2 separate regions of the Capsicum annuum genome follow, and region 2 is linked to region 1. A link is a contact called in public Hi-C data. All regions are on one chromosome and are shown on one strand. Each heading gives the region's core, a stretch centred on a gene start, on an enhancer-like site or on the middle of the called end of the contact. The rest is flanking DNA. Distances are from core to core; before and after follow the strand shown. Region 1 holds the start of LOC107840956 (serine acetyltransferase 5). Region 2 holds the start of LOC107840952 (splicing factor U2af large subunit A).

Region 1 (2,846 bases), core at 283-2,782:
CCGGCCCTATATTCATTAACACAACACTTAATAATAAATGATAAAATCTATCCAAACAAAATAACAAACTGTAAAACGTGCGACAACTCAATACTGAACAACTAAAAATTGAACCAAAAAACGTGCAACAACTCAATACTGAACAACTAAAAATTGAACAAAAACCGGTAATTATGCACCTGACAAGCAAGCAACCCTTTATAATTAAGCAAACAATGCGAAAACGAACAAGCAAAAATGAACGAAAATGTGCAACAACTCAATACTAGACAGGTAAAATTGAACGAAAACGTGCAACAACACAATACTGAACAAGTAAAAATTGAACGAAAGCTGACATGAAAGGAACCCTTTATAATTAAGCAAACAATGCAAAAACGAACAAGTAAAAATGAATGAAAACGCGCAACAACTCAATACCGGACAGGTAAAATTGAACAAAAACATGCAACAACTCAATACAGAACAACTAAAAACGAACAAAAACATGCAACAACTCAGTACTGGATAAGTAAAAATGAACAAAATGTGTGACAAACTCAATACTAAACAAGTAAAACCGAACGAAAACGCTCAACAACTCAATACTTAACAACTAAAATGACTCAATACCGAACAAGTAAAAATGAACGAAAACGTGCAACAACGAACAACTAAAACTGAACGAAAACGTGCAACAACTCAATACTGAACAAGTAAAAATTGAACGAAAACTGTTAATTACGCACCTGACAAGCAAGGAACCCTTTATAATTAAGCAAACAATGCGAAAACGAAACACAAGCCGGATCCCGATACCGCGCCGCAAGCAAATCAGCCGACGCAGCAGCACGCAATTCAGGATCAGTAGAGAAAGTATTAAGGAACAAATCGTAGAGAAGCGTAGACAAAAGCGTTGAAGAACAAAGCTTATTTCCTAAATGGAAAGAGAGCGAACGCTCGAGCGAAGAATGAGATAGTATTGTTGAGTATAAATAGCTAGCTAATGCCGGCTCAGCTTCGGCGTCGCGCCGAGCTTCGGCTTTGATTTGTGTCCATAGCCATATGGCTTCTTCCGCCGTGTCCGTCGGTGGATGCGGCGTTGCTGGGGTGGCGTTACGGTGGTGTTCCTCCGCCGGCATTTTGTGAAACGGTGCCGTTTGTTTTGGCGGAGCTTGTGAGATTTGGGGGTATTTATAGATTAATCTAAAGATGACACATGGAAAGATTTGAACTTATCAACTTTCTAGAATGTTACCGTCGTATAACTAATCTACATATTAATTTTAAAATAAAATTATTTATATTAAAACTGGATAAAATACATAAATTATTGATTATTAACTATTTTAAAATTATAATGTTATATAATTAATAATAAAATAGTTAATCTCAAAATAATTAATATTGGAACTAAACGATCCTTATAGAAAAATATTTTTGTGAGATTTTTTTCCCTTTTTAGAGGAGTTATTTATGGAAAAATTAGCTATAACTCTTCCGCCGGCAATTTGGAAAACTGTGCCGTTTTGGTGGCAGATTTTTGAAGTGTTGGTGAGATTTGGAAGTATTTATCGATTTGTAAGTATTGCACAGAAAGATGACACGTGGAAAGATTTTGGACTAATTAACTTTCTAGAATGTTACGGCTCTTTGGCAGGAAGGGACGAGGATAACTAATCTCAAGATTATTTTTAACATGAGCTTTATCTCATTTTTAATTGGAATAAATGCATGGAATTACTCATTTAGGAATGAATTATCTTGAAATTATATTACTATAAAATTATTTTCAAAATAATTAATATTAGGACTAAACGACTTCTTAGATAAAATTATTATAATTATAATCAAATAAATACATAAATAAGTATGCGACGGTAGGGGTGTGCAAAATCAAACGGACTGATAAATCGAATCGATAAAAATGTTATTGGTTTATTAATTATTGAGTTATTGAGTTAACGGTTTTTTTAAAAAAAATATTGGGTTATTGGTTCGGTTCGATTTTTTCTTATTAGGTTATTGGGTAAATCGATAACCCAATATATATATATGTGTGTGTGTGTGAATTATTATATATTTCTCTTAATTTCTCTTTAATTTATACAAATTAGCAAACATATTATTTCAATTATACAAACTCTTAATTTCTCCTGATAATAGTTAGTTCAAACTTAAGATTCTTGTAAATTAAAACACATTATATAGGATTTTTAGTTGCAACTAAGATTCAGTTTTTTTTCATATTAGTTACTAATATTTCTATTTTATGAGTATTTTTTTATCGGTTAAACCGAAATCAAACCGTTAAGGACTAAAAATAGATAAATAGAAAATCGATAAAAAATATCTTATTGGTTTGACTATTGGTTTAGCATATTTAAAAATCAAAAATCGATAAACCTAACCAATAATATGTAAAATCGAATCGAATCGATCGATGCACACCCCTATGCGACGGTGTTATTTCTAGAAGGTGTTATTTTATGGGGGAAAAAATACTACCCTCCGTCACAAATTGAGATGACATATTTATTAACAAAAATAATTAATAATATGACTAGTTTACTTTAGTGCTTCTATTAAATAGTGTTTATATTTTAATTTGAAGAAAAAATAATTAATGCAAAGGGTAAAACATGAAAAAAAATTTGTCTCTTCTTGATTAATAAAAAATAAAATAAAATAAAAAATCAAATTAAAAAATTTAGGATAGATAATTTGAGACGGAGGGAGTATATCAAAGTTTGAATCTTTGACAAATGAAACAAATAATACAATGGAAACAAATAATGTCTCCACATTAAACAGTGACTAAAGTTTAATTAATTTAAAATAATGATTAAAATTTAATTACTAATTAA
Region 2 (2,846 bases), core at 113-2,612, 350 kb after region 1:
CTCGAAAAAACCCGACTAAAACCGAAATAAAAAAATCAATTGTATATTGGTTTAATTGGGTTTATAGATTTAGAAAACCGACACTATTGGCTTGGTTATATTTTAATAAAAAAACGAACCAACCCGACCTATGTACACCCCTAATTACGAATAAGTTTAATAATGCGCCAAACACAGTGCTCTAAACTACCACCAAGACCTATCCATTGATAAATCAACACGAGGCTCGACTACTTACTAACCTTCCATGTCAATTATCAAAAAAAAAAGTACTATAACAATTATTCATAATTCAGCTGGCATGAATTCCAATGATACTACCACAAAACACAGTCCTCTAGACAAACACCAAGCCCTATCCCATCAATAAAGCAACACAACGCTTGACCACCTACTAACCTTCCACCGCGATTATCAAAAAAAATAAAAGTACTATCCTTATAATTCATAATTCAGATGGAATAAATTCCAATGATACTACGACAAACACGGTGCTCTAGACTAACACCAAGCCCTATCCCATCAATAAAGCAACACAACATTCGACCACCTACACCTTCCACCTCGATTATCACAAAAAATAAAAATACTATCCTTATAATTCATAATTCAGATGGCACGAATCCAAATTATACTACCACAAACACGGTGCTCCATACTACCACCAAAACCTATCCCATCAATAAAGCAACACAACGTTCAACCATCTACTAACCTTCCATTGCGATTATTAAGAAAATAAAATAGAAGTACTATCCCTACAATTCATAATTCAGATGGCACGAATTCCAATGATACTACAAAAACACGGTGCTCTAGACTAACACACCAAGCCCTATCCCATCAATAAAGCAACACAACACTCACCACCTACACCTTCCACCGCGATTATCAAAAAAAAAACAAAAGTACTATCCTTATAATTCACAGTTCAAACTCTACCGATATGACACATCATAATTTCTCTTAGACAAAATAAAGTAATGATAATTTCATAATTCAGGTGGCACGAATTCCAACGATACGACACATCATAATTTCTCTTAGACAAAACAAAGTACTATTTTGATAATTTCATAATCCATATGGCACAAATTCCAACGATACGATACATCATAAATTTGCTTACAAAAATATATGCGAAAAATCAATCAATTTCAAACAATTATATAATTTCGTATTCACTATTTAAAGAACAGAACGAACCGGACAACGATTTAACTGCTCCGGCGAGTTGAACCGGTAAATGGCTTGAAGTGAACCGGAAAATTGGTCGGCGATCGGTTTTAACTTGCTAGGGTTTGTTAAACGTGTAGGGGAAAACAAAAGCGATTGGAGAACAAAAAGAAAAACGAGCAAAACGATTCTTTAATGGGAACTATGAGGATTTTATAAAATGGGCTATTGGGCCAATTGACAATGTTTGGGCCCAATGGTTTGCCAGTGTTTCTTGTTCTAGGTGTTTGGTGATTTTTGTAGTTTCAAAATAATATAAACATATATGTTAACTTATCATATTTATGTAAATTTTTATCCTTACAAAGTAATTAAAAAGAAAAATTAATTATGTATCTTTATTGGATATATCTAGAGCTAATTATGTATCTCGACGGGACTAAAATCAGAAAAAATGTATCGAGGGTTAATTATGTATCTTTAAAAAGGAAAAAATGTATTGTATTAGATGTGTTATGTATCTCGACAGATCTAGAATCGAAAATAATGTATTAGAGCTAATTATGTATTCTTACAAAGGAAAAAATGAATCGGCGTTGGATGTAGCATAAGCTAATTATGTATCTCGACATACCTAAAATTGAGGTTTTCAGTAATTATGCAAAATGTTGGAATTTTCGGTAACTAATCTCCAAACTGTCGAGATGTATGTTGTTTGCCCTAATTTATAGTACTTCTATGTGGGTGTCTTGTTTTCATTATTCTCTGTTAGCGTGATAGTCAACCTTTTTTTAATTTTTTATTACATCTTTTTATATAGATTTTTAATACTAAGCAAGGGTTTGGCAAAAACAAACTCTCTACTTTATTGGGGGTTAGTGGTATGGATTACGCACATTTGATCCTCCCATACCCCACTTGGTGAGAATATATTATTTGTTGTTGTTGTTGATAGTGTTTGAACCGTCATTATGTAATGATCAATTTGTTGTGATTGCGTTGTTATGTTTTTTTTTCCTTCTGTGAGAATATATTACGCACATGTAATGATCAGTTTGAACCGAGACCCCGCCTGCACCCGCCACGCCGTCGTCCTCAGCCGCAGCCCCAAGCGAAATCCGGTGACTTCTAACCTTTGTTATTTCATTATTTCATTATTTCGTTATTTCATATTGCATTTTAGTTCGTTATCTCATATTTCATATCGCATTTTAGTTCGTTATCTCATATTTCATATTGTGAACATTGTCTGTTGACTGTTGTTGCTGTTGCGGCGGTCGCTGCTTAGTTTTGCTTCGGGAGTAGTCCCGTCAACGTGTGTGTGCCTTGTATCTCCTGGCTGCTGCTTGGATATTGCCACCGGCTATATCCTTTTACTTCCCTATTTTTTGCGTGTAGTTGTGGCTGTGGGCGGTAATGGGTGGTTAGGGTCTTGTCCGAGGGGGTTGGGGCGTGGGGCTGTGGCGGGGGCGGGAGATGGGGGGAGGGCGGGAGTGGGTGGGAGGCCAAGGTTTGGCCGAGGGGGGGGTAGTGGGGGGCGCGTGGATAGCGACGGTAGGCTGAGGGTTGGGTCTTGGAATATAGGGACCCTTCAGGGGAAGTCCATAGAGCTGGTGAAGATTCTTAGGAAGAGAAGGATCAACCTTGCGTGTGTCCAAGAGACCAAGTGG

Evidence for each region. A called contact is a pair of places that touch in the nucleus more often than the background predicts.
Region 2: a Hi-C map of bud shows a contact between it and region 1, with 9 times the contacts expected there. The contact joins the promoter of LOC107840952 here to the promoter of LOC107840956 in region 1. A contact is called at or near these places in 3 of 5 Hi-C or Micro-C datasets (bud, leaf and placenta).

Annotation. Positions count from the first base shown.
Region 1 is chr9:215,944,719-215,947,564 of UCD10Xv1.1, forward strand. LOC107840956 (serine acetyltransferase 5) reads right to left here and starts at 1,533. Exons shown (of 2, transcript XM_016684916.2): 1 at 729-1,533. The coding sequence starts at 1,121.
Region 2 is chr9:216,298,344-216,301,189 of UCD10Xv1.1, forward strand. It overlaps LOC107840952 (splicing factor U2af large subunit A), which reads right to left and starts at 1,363. Exons shown (of 14, transcript XM_016684907.2): 1 at 1,207-1,363.